2 separate regions of the Oryctolagus cuniculus genome follow, and region 2 is linked to region 1. The links are chromatin contacts, called in public Micro-C maps. All regions are on one chromosome and are shown on one strand. The core of a region is the stretch at or near the end of the contact, and the rest is flanking DNA. Distances in the headings are between cores, read along the strand shown.

Region 1 (5,357 bases), core at 554-3,053:
AGTTTGTTTTGAATGTATTATTGCCTTATATGGGTAGGGTCCACACCCTGGGAGTTACCTTTCTCAAGGTTGCATAGCTGCCAAGTACTGAGGCAAGGCGAGGACACGACCCCTGACTGATTTGGAACCCAGTGGTTCTGGGAGAGGACAGAAAGAAGGGTCGGGGCTGCAGCTGCGGTCAGGCGGGTCTCTGGCCACCAGCTGTCAGGAGAAGGCCTTTGTTTATAGGGACCCCAGGCACACAAACCTCGTCCACGTTGTTGATGCCTTTCCGCCTGCGTTTGTTCATGTCGTTCTCTTCGGGTTGGCCATCCACCTGCAACGACCAAGAAAACATGGTGAGCCCAGGGACACTGTGGGCTAGCCTTGAACTGGCACTGGGGCTGGATCCCTGCCAGCAGGCAGACATGGCCATCAGTGACCTGCACTGTGACAAGCATTGGAGAGTGCCTGACCTTGCACAGGTGCCAAGGGTTCGGTAGGAGCAGTTGCGAGCTACATCCCAAAAGCTCATGATGAAATATCCCAAGCAAAGTGAATCCCTGTGACATGGGCAGGCAGGGGTTGTCACTGCTGCAACGCGACCTAAGGCTCCGAGCAGATTAACGATTCATCCAAGGTCACAGGAAGGCCTGCCGATGCCCTCAGTGCACTGCCTTTTGGAGGCCACCTGCGGTCTTTCTGTACCTTGAGAGCCTCTCTCCTACACGGAGGTGACACTGGCTCACTTTAGAGGCATTCTCAGGACTCAAGTGAGCTGTCCAGGGATTTGGTGATGAATTAAATCGGCAACTGAGGCACCATCCCAGCTGTGATATTTTATTAATCTCAAATAAGCATGAGAGCTGGCCTGATGCCTACAATAACCACGCAGCCCAGTTTGCCCAAGCCAAACAGGTTACTGCCTCCCTCCCCCCTGCATAATTATTATTATTATTTTTTTGGACAGGCAGAGTGGACAGTGAGAGAGAGAGACAGAGAGAAAGGTTTTCCTTTTGCCATTGGTTCACCCTCCAATGGCCGCCGCGGCTGGCGCACTGCGGCCGGCGTATCGCGCTGATCCGAAGCCAGGAGCCAGGTGCTTCTCCTGGTCTCCCATGGGGTGCAGGGCCCAAGCACTTGGGCCATCCTCCACTGCACTCCCTGGCCACAGCAGAGAGCTGGCCTGGAAGAGGGGCAACCGGGACAGAATCCGGCACCCCGACCGGGACTGGAACCCGGTGTGCCGGCGCCGCTAGGCGGAGGATTAGCCTGTTGAGCCACGGCGCCGGCCCCCCCTGCATAATTATTAACAGTGTCCCCTTCCACTCTCCAAAGTTTCCCAGCTTGCACAACACATTACAAGGCTATTGTTCTACTGATAACCTCTCCTGGCCCACTGCTGCCTGGACATTTAAACCTGGAAAACCCTGCCTTATCTAAGCCCACTGCATCAGCCCTGCAAGAACCACCAAAGGGCTCCAACCACTGTCATCCCCTAAGGAATGAGTAGGATGGCACAGGCTGAGCTGATGCTAAGAGCTGCGGTAGAGGTTTAGCCTCTCCTTGCACCCTGTTGGGTAAGCTGTCCCAGGCTGGGCTGGGTCTACCTGGGCTCCACCATCCCCTTCTGGGGTTGGACTGTGCTACCAGCAGTCCCCAGCTGTGGGACCCTCTCCCAGAGGCTAGCTCCCTCAGGGCCCTTGAGTCTACACACACACACACACACACCCCTCCCTTCTGCAGGACGCCTCCCACTCTGGGAGAGCCCCTCCAGAGAAGGCCCCTGTTAAGTGCGAGTCTTTGTACCACTGCAGCTGCAGTAGGAGGGGCTGCAGGCCACCTGCTCACCTCAAACCCAGGCATACGGCCCAATCGGCCCCATAAATCCTAACTTAACCTGGCCACAGGAACAGTCTTTTACCTCCTGATTGTTCTGCAGCAGTAGCTATGGGCGCCCTGGCATTCATTCCCCACGGGCCTGCTGCTTCCCCTACACTTGCACCCGTGTTGTCCCCAGCCTGCCTCTCCCTGGTCTACTAGAACCATCTTCTTCTTCTTCTTTTTTTTTTTTTTTTTTAAGAGAAGATCAACCACAGTTTAGTTGTTGACATTTGTTCAAAAATTTGACCCAGGCAGCACAAAACAACAGATGAAAGAGCCCCGCCTTGTCTTTGGCATTTTCCTCCACTCCTATTCTGTGAATGGAAATGGTTTCAACCCAAACACTTGGGTAAACACCAAGAGAAACAGATGACCTCGTTTGCAACTAGGTTAGGTTGTGGAGGCGCAGACAGTCTGGGCCCCGACTCCACAGCCTGTGAACGCAGCTCTGGCCCTGAGGCCGGAGCCTGGGAAAGTACAAAACGTTCTACCCGACAGGAACACTTGATGCACAACCAGGATTCTTCTGGTGTGTGTGTTTCCATCTCAAGCGGGGACTTGGTCTTTTCTCCAAAGAGCAGCCCACCCCGTTCTCCCTTCATCCTCAACAGCTCAGGAAGGGGCTGTGCAGTTGCAGACTGTATGGATACACACGGGCTCAGAACAGGCATTCCCGGGGGACATGTGCCCAGCCAGCAGTCCTAGGAGATCCCAAACCCTGTGTGTGTGTGGTGGGGGGGATCAAGAAGCGCAAAGGGGCAACCTCAGCTCCCCTGCTCTCCTGCAGCCCGGGGACAATCAATGCAGTCTAGAGAGAAAGGTGAGCAACACACAGATCCTATTGATTTCTACTTTTCCTGTGGGTTCATCATTCAGGCACTGATTCTTAACCAAGATCTAGGTAAAAACAAAAATGTTAAGAAAATTCAAACCCAGGATTAACCTATTTTTTTCTTATCTGCTTCTCTATATTTATGCAACCCTCTCCCCTTGAACTCTATCTCACTCTATAAGGAGGAAGAAAACAGTTATGCCCAGTTGGAAGGAGCAGCAGTATGAAAAAATAGCTTCCTGGGGCCAGCGCCGTGGCTTACTTGGCTAATCCTCCGCCTGTGGCGCCAGCATCCCATATGGGTGTCAGGTTCTAGCCCTGGTTGCTCCTCTTCCAGTCCAGCTCTCTGCTGTAGCCCGGGAGGGCAGTGGAGGATGACCCAAGTGCTTGGGCCCTGCACCCACATGGGAGACCAGGAGGAAGCACCTGGCTCCTGGCTTCGGATCAGCGCAGCGCCAGCTGTAGCAGCCATTTGGGGAGTGAACCAACAGAAGGAAGACCTTTCTCTGTGTTTCACTGTCTATAAATGTCAAATAAATAAAAAAAAAATAGCTTCCTTTCTTTTCCAATTAATTTCCCTACCTCCTTTAGGGAGAACACCTCCTTATCATGATTTCCCAATTATGTCAAGGACTCTATACATCTAAAGGCATGTCTTAAACTAATGGGTTTCCTCATTAAAAAAATAATCAAGACGTATCTTCTATTTATTTGATCAGCACAAGATAGCCATGCTCCCATACTTCCTGAGTTATTGTGATTTTAGCTCAAAGCAAATAAACTTTAGTTAGCTGGTGCAGCCTAATGCTGGAGAAATCTAGCTGTGGATTGGAGTAAGAGAGGTTGGCGCTGTGTGCTCTGACCTGGGTGGCTGGAGCAGCAGCTATGATATTTGGAGAGATGGTCAGCAACAAAAGCAAGCGGGCTCTTTATCCAAGGGACCATGGCTCGAGTTCTGGTGCAACCTCAGGGCAATCACCTAGCTACTCTGACTTCAGTTTCCTAAACTGTAAGATGCAACCTTTGACCTGTCTGGCTCCTAAGGTGTATGAAGATGAATGAAACATGGGTGTAAGCCATGTCTTGAATTGCGGAGTGCTGTCGATGCATGAAACACTATTAGCAGGGTCAGTGCTAGTAACGGCATTTCACCCATCCGAATCCTACTTCCGGCGCTCACATCTGCCACCTGTGTGACTTACAAAATTGAATCCTCCAAGTCCAGGATTCCCCAGCTATAACAGGGATGAGACTATGTTCCCAGCCTCCCGCCACAGGCAACATGAAAAGCAAAGGAGATGCACAAGGGCATTTCAAGAAGTTCGTGGGAAAAGGGAGCGAAACGTTTACTTGGATGCAAAATATTTTTTGAAATCTACACCTCATCTTCATGAACATCGGGAAGATCCTTCTTAAATAAAAGTGCTTTGTACATTGGAAGATGCTGGATTGATCCTGGTTGCAGTACAGAGCCAAGTGATGAAATAATCTCATGCACCTTTTCAGAAAACAAGCCTCTTCGTTCCATCAGCATCCCAGAAGGGCTGAAACCACCGTTCACCGAGCCGCTTCCACATGCCGGACCCGGCGCTCAGGCCCGCAGTGTGTACTGCTCGCGCCAGCTCTGCGGCAGTGCTGCAGTGTGTGTTACTACCCTCATCATGCAGACGCAAAGGAGCTTTTTGAGAAGTGGGAACATCTGTCAAATCCCCAGCAGGTCGGAAGAGCTCTCTCTCTGCCTGGTTTCAACATGCATTCCCGAAGCACAAATCCGCTCGGATTCCCAGGAGGAAGGGAGACGCAGCAGCCCAGAGGGGGCCTGCAGGGCTACTCTAGGGCCTGATTTGCCCAGCAGTGGAAGCCCCCATGCTCCCGAATCTTCAGAGCCCTCTGCTAGTCTCTGAGATCCTAGAAATCTAGTGTGAGCATAGGCCGCCGGGTGTGGACGGGGGAGTGAGAACTTCTGATCTCGCCACAGGGTCAGCTCCCTGGGTGGGGCCCTTCACCGTCTGGCTCACTGCTCTGTCCTCAGCACCTAGGACTCAGGGTGAATCAGGCACTCTGGAAACAGCTGTTGGCTGAGTGGCTGGATGGAGAAGGCCTGTTCTTACCTGACCCTCCCTGGCTCTGTGGAAAGCGTCCGTGCAGGAAGGTTAGGAAGGGGAGGGGGAGGGGAGGGTCTCTCTCTCTCTCTCTCTCACTCAGAGCAGACACGGACACACTCGAGTATGCACACTTGTGAACGCCACTCTACCAGGGACGACAGCTGGAGGAGGAGGACCAGGCTGGGCAGGATGAATCCTGGGTCCCCTACCTGGCTTCTGGGATGGGTTGACAGGGGAGAACTTCCGTGCTGCCCTCCAAGGAATGGGCTCAGAGAGTGGCAAAAGTCAGGGCCCCTGTGTGTGTACGTAACATAGCGTACGTGATGGCTGCAGTTGTGAATCTAGGCGCCACTGGGAGACCACAGACAGGCAGCACGCGCACTCGCGTGTGTGTGTGTGTGTGTGTGCGTGCAGGAATGACGCAAGCCTCAGATGTGTGTTCAGGTGTCACCTGCAGACATGGTGACAACGGCCATGCAGCCTCAGGAACTGTCCACGTGGTGTGGCGTTCAGATGCCAACCAGGATCACGGGGAGATCTGCAGATGTGCAGACGTA
Region 2 (5,251 bases), core at 2,084-4,583, 170 kb after region 1:
ACACCCAGCTCCCGCAGTGGACACACACCTAGCTCCTTCGGTGGACACACAGCCCATCCCAGCTCCTTCAGAGGACACACACCCCATCTCGGCTCCCTCAGAGGACACACACCCCAGCTCCCGCAGTGGACACACAGCCCATCTCGGCTCCCTCGGTGGACACACAGCCCGGCTCCCACAATGGATACGCAGCCCAGCTCCCTCAGAGGACACACAGCCCGGCTCCTACCGTGGACACACAGCCCGGCTCCTCACCACTCAGCCCAGGTGCGTGCTCCCCATTCCCCAGAGCCCCAGTGCAGTTCAGCCTCACTGCCCACGGGAGGGACTTGTCCGATGAGTCGTCCTGTGGTCTCCCTCGATTTCTCACATCTCTGTCTCTGCTCCTCTTTCAGTACCCTTTGGAATTGCCTCAAAAATAAACTACCTGCATGCAAATTTTTGTCTCAGGTGTTACTTCGAGGAAAAACAACCTAAGACTCATTATCAGAGCCTGGCTCTAAAAGGTTAGGCCTCACGTGTGGTCTGACCCTACTGTTTGCCACAACACAGACAAACCCAGAGGGCGCATGCTCAGTGAAATGATCCAGGCACAGAAAGCCAAGTCCTGTGTGATCTCGCTCCTCTGTGGAGTCTTAGAGATAAAATTCACAGACGCAGAGAACAGGCCGTGGCGGCTGGGGCTGGGGCAGGTGGGCAGATGCTTCAGGCAGGCAGGACAAACACAATCTGCCAGTGTGTGTGCTGGAGCAGGGCGACTGCAGTTCATTCTAGTGCAGTCTACTGACGTTGTTAGGAGAGTAGATCCTAAAGCTTCTCAGTACACACACACACACACACACACACACAGTGTGGTGGTGCACATAAGTGTCCCTGAGCTTACTTGTTGGATCACAGTGTAGCAAAATCATTACATCATATTACAGCCTTTGCTATATACCTTAAATACACATAATTTTTATTTCTTATACCTCAATAAACCTAGGAGAATCAACCTAAGAGATCATGCTTTTCATTTCGAGGGTGGGATACAATATCTGCCGTAACTTTAAAAGCTACTGTCAGATTTTACAGACAAGCCTCTGTGCACTGTGCCCGCCCTCGGCTCCCGGACTGACCGTGAGGAACGCGGGCAGGAGAGCCAGGGCAGCTGGCCTTTGGCCACTCGTTCTCCTGATGGACGTTGCTAGGGCAAACATCCTTTCGGCAACACCTGGGCACGATTTCTCTAAAGCACAGAGTCCCTACAGCTCAGTGCCTGGGGCAAAGGCCAGGCGCTTCTGTGACACACCGCCCTGCAGAGAGGCTTCCCAAGTTCTCTCCCACCTCTCCCAGGGAGTGCATCCTCTGCTCCACCAGTGGCCAGCTGAGGACGCGGAAGGGCAGGCTGCAGGCAACATCAATGCCACCCAGCGGCACAGGTCTGAGCCCAGCCCCTGGGGAAGAAACCGAGAGGAATAGGGCCAGGGCTCGGTCGGGCTCTAGCTACTCCATGAGGTGGGAACTTTGGCCAGGGAAGTAGAAGGCAAGTCTTCATAGCCCAGGTGAGGGCATTTTGGCGAGCCAGGGCAGGGCCCAGCTGGCCCACTGGGTATCTTTGTGCAAATAGGAGAAACATGTCTTTCCCTCGAGTTAAAAAAGAAGGGTCACGTTAGCACAAACAGCCCTGGTGCGACACACACACACACACACACACACACCCGTGTGGCACCCCTGTGGCCAGCAGCATGCACACCCAAGTGCCGCGCCCCACCCCCAGCAGACTTCCCGTGAGATGACCACTGCAGGTCCAAAGTCTGAGAGCCCTATGAATCAGGCCTTAAATGGCAGTAGGTACCTGCTGTGCAGGAGGGTGGGACAGCATGCACACGTGTGTGCCAGAGTTTGTGCGCGGCCCTGGTGCCACCGTGGATTCAGGTCCCAGGGAGCTCCCCCCAGCCACCCATCAGGTGGCTTGGAGTCTCTGCCACCCACTGGGCTCCGACATAAATTAAGATGCCTATTATGTGCCATGCAGTGCCTTCGAGCAGTGTACAACCTAAGATCCCAAACATGGGCCACAGGCACCATCGCTTCCAGGTCTTTGAGCTGCACCCTGAGTAGCGGACCCCGCCTGCATGGTGCAGCTCCTCAAGGCCTCCCTCCCCTGCTCAGCGAAGGCTCAGGGGTGGAGCAGGGACTTCAGCAACCAGAACAGGGATGGGCAGGTGAGGCAGAGCCCTGCCCAAGCCTCAGCCATCTCCTGAGGAGGCTCCCTGGGCTCAGCCTGCCAATTAAAGGCCAAAGATCAAAGAGGAAGGCTTCAGCAAGGAGCCCAGTGGCCTCCCACAGGAGGATTCTCCGTGTTCCTCATTAGGCGTGACCAAGAGCTGGTAATCACTATGGAAACCTGGAGCTCCTAGAGCAGCCGCCCAGCCTGGCTTTCACCCGCCACGGACTTGGACCAGTCATAGTTCCTCACGTCCCCACCCACGGGGATCTGGGCACATGCTAATTGCCCCAGACTTTGGCCGCAGACCGCACCACTCCCCTGGGCCAGATACCGCGCACCTGCCTCCTCCCTAGCCCAGGAGCCTGTGCACCTTGGCTGTGTGCTTCAGCCCCACCCTGCAGGCCCCTGGCAGGCAGAGGGGTACAAGGAGCAGAGGTGGCCACGGCCAGAGGGGCCCTGCACCCCATGCTGGGCGCTCCCCGCCCCACCAGTGAGGGGAAGGAAGCACCCCATGCCACACCGTATGTGCCACAATTCCTCATGCCCCGTCTCCCGCGGTGAGAAGGTAAGCTCCACAAGGAAGGGTTTGCAGCCACAGCGTGTGGCTGCTGTAACAAATTCCTGCAAACTCAGAGCCTCGAAACGACAAAATTTATGATCCCCCCGTTCTCAAGGTCAGAAATCTCACTGGATTAAGTCAAAGGCAGGGCCATGTTTCTCCCTGGAGGCCGCCAGGAGGCTCTGTTTCCGTGCCCTTTCCAGCTGCCACCGGCCACCTGTCTGCCTCGGCTTGGGGCCAAGACTCCCGTTGCTCCAGCCTCGGCTTCTACCAGCTCAGCTCCTCTCACCCTGCCTCGCCTGCCCCTCTTCCCCTTTGAGGGACCCCTGTGGCTGCAGCCAGCGCACCTGGTTAAGCCAGGCTCACTTCTGGATCTTTGGGTCAGCTGCTAGGCAACTTAACTCCTGCTAGCCATGGACACGGCATATTCACGGATGCCAGGGCTGAGGGCGTGGGTTTTCTGTTCACCGCTGCACCCCCGGGGCCTCGAGCCGTGCCTGGCACACAGAGAACCCTAGCAAAGTCATGCCGAAGGGGTAAGTGGCCCAATGTGTGATTGAGTCATCCCCAGTAAGACTCACTTCCACAGCAAACGGTTGTCATGCTTACTAAATGCACGCCCTGTTGGAAGTGCCTTAGACAGATGATCTCATTGGATCCCCAGCACTTCTGCCAGGCCCATTGTATTCCTCTCTGCCTCAGGGCGTGTGTCCCGCCCTCGCTGAGCACCTTACACTTCTGATCTCACTCATCCTCATGGAGGAAGACCATTGTCAAGTTTCAGGCTCAATTTGGGGGTCCTGAGGGGCTCTGGGCTATGGGGGCACACTGCTCCTTTCTCACTGTTGATCAGACCAGGACCAATGCCCCCTAAAGAAACAAGGAATGCCAGTGTTCCCGCCTGGAGGTGGGCTTCTGCCTCCCAGGCCTTGCCACTGTGCCCACGCCTGCAGCCCGCCCCGCCCGTCATCTGGAGCTGGGCCTGACTGCTCTGCCCATAGAAGCCAGTCCCCCTCCCAGGGACAGGAACCCACCTCAAACCCCACTCAGGGCTCCAGGCGCATTTCTCTGATGGCCACTGTAGGGGCACACATGTGCCCATCCCCCAGCTGGGCCCTATCCACGTTTTGCCCATCCTGGAGCCATCTCCGTCTGCTGCCTCCGTGACACGTTGTCCCCTCAGCTCATCCCCCCTGCCTGCTCTTCAAGGCCATGGGCATACAGGCCGGCAGGAAGCCCCCAGCTCTGTCCTCGGCTTCCCTGCAGCTCCGCGGCAAGAATGCTGGTTGGACAGTGAGGCCTCGCTGGCCCCCCACTTGCATCTTGACCTTTGCAATCAAAGCCAAGAGGAGCGAAGCTGACCGGTGCCTGCCAGCACAGTGGGGCATCGCATTTTCTGTTCCTGCCAGCACATTTTTTTAGGTCAATGTCAGATCAGGGAAATCCAATACCGTATGTCCCAATGTTTTATTGGAAAACAGAGAAGTTGCTTTCCAAAATAAGTAGTGTTTACTAGCGAAGCCTATAGAAACCACCATCAGTGAACCTGCAGCCCTAGCTTCATTGCTGTGAACCCTGTAACCATGTCCATGTGCCTGGACGTGTGTGCATGTACATTTGCACAGGGGGTTAGTGTGTATCCATCAAGGGGCCGTGGGCCACGTGCACGTGTGTCTATGTGATTTTATATCTGGCCCTCTCTGTTTACACGCTCCCTCCCTTCCCTGTACCCCCCGGTCTCAGCCTTCACCCTGTTCTCTCCAAGCTGGCTGGGGATCTGGGACTCACGTCCTAATGCCCACCATCTGCCCCACCCCCCTCGGTGCAGACTTGCTGTGCAAGATCACCAAGCCCAGTGTCTGGTTACCCAGTTGGGCCCCAGCAATTTGAGCTCACGGGATGTTAGTGGCCCTGGAAATGGCACCGTGTGCTGCCCCAGCGAGGCCGTGGGTGGCACGTCTCACTGATGGGCACCTCGACCGCAGGATCTCCCCTGCCGAGCCCCCAACCACACTGCCAGCACAGTCCTAGATTCACCTCTTCCCTGGCCCAACCCCCACTGTCTGGCAGCCGCCCTCCTCTGTAGACTCAAGCAATTCAGCCCAGCTTCCAAGCCCGAGTGGTTTGCTTAGCAAAGTCGTCTCTCCCCTCCACGAAAGCCTCCCTCCCCACCTCTGTGCCTCCTTTTGCTCACGCCGTTCCTCTGCCTCGACACCATCCCCCGCTGCCTCTTCTCTCCCATCAGCCCTGCCAGTCAGACTCCTGGGCTGCCTTCAAGACCAGCCCACAGACCTCCTATGCCTCTCTCTGCAAGGCCTGCACCACCAGGTGGCGCACTGCCCTGGGTGTTGCCTAAGATTTGTCTTCTGGTTGCTTCCTGGCACGTTTTGCCTTCCCACCTACGTGGTGACCTCCATCCAGGCAAGAGTCAAGCCAAGGGGCTAGCATCGTGGCGTAGTGGGTTAAGCTGCTGCCTGCAA

Evidence for each region. Hi-C and Micro-C count contacts between places; a contact is called where the count stands out from the background.
Region 2: a contact with region 1 is called in a Micro-C map of ear pinna, with 3 times the contacts expected there. The contact joins two enhancer-like sites. A contact is called at or near these places in 3 of 6 Hi-C or Micro-C datasets (ear pinna, psoas muscle and an unstated tissue).

What each region holds. Positions count from the first base shown.
Region 1 is chr1:54,006,163-54,011,519 of mOryCun1.1, forward strand. MICAL2 (microtubule associated monooxygenase, calponin and LIM domain containing 2) reads right to left here. Exons shown (of 36, transcript XM_070073245.1): 16 at 248-316. Among named protein-coding and RNA genes, the nearest start is that of MICAL2, 120 kb to the right of the region's middle. Within about 2 kb of position 1,804, at least 1 of the 8 cell types and tissues checked has an H3K27ac peak or open chromatin away from gene starts, as enhancers often do. A contact at or near this core is called in ear pinna, where this site is marked.
Region 2 is chr1:54,178,813-54,184,063 of mOryCun1.1, forward strand. No RefSeq gene overlaps it. Among named protein-coding and RNA genes, the nearest start is that of DKK3, 33 kb to the right of the region's middle. Within about 2 kb of position 3,334, at least 3 of the 8 cell types and tissues checked have an H3K27ac peak or open chromatin away from gene starts, as enhancers often do. A contact at or near this core is called in ear pinna, where this site is marked.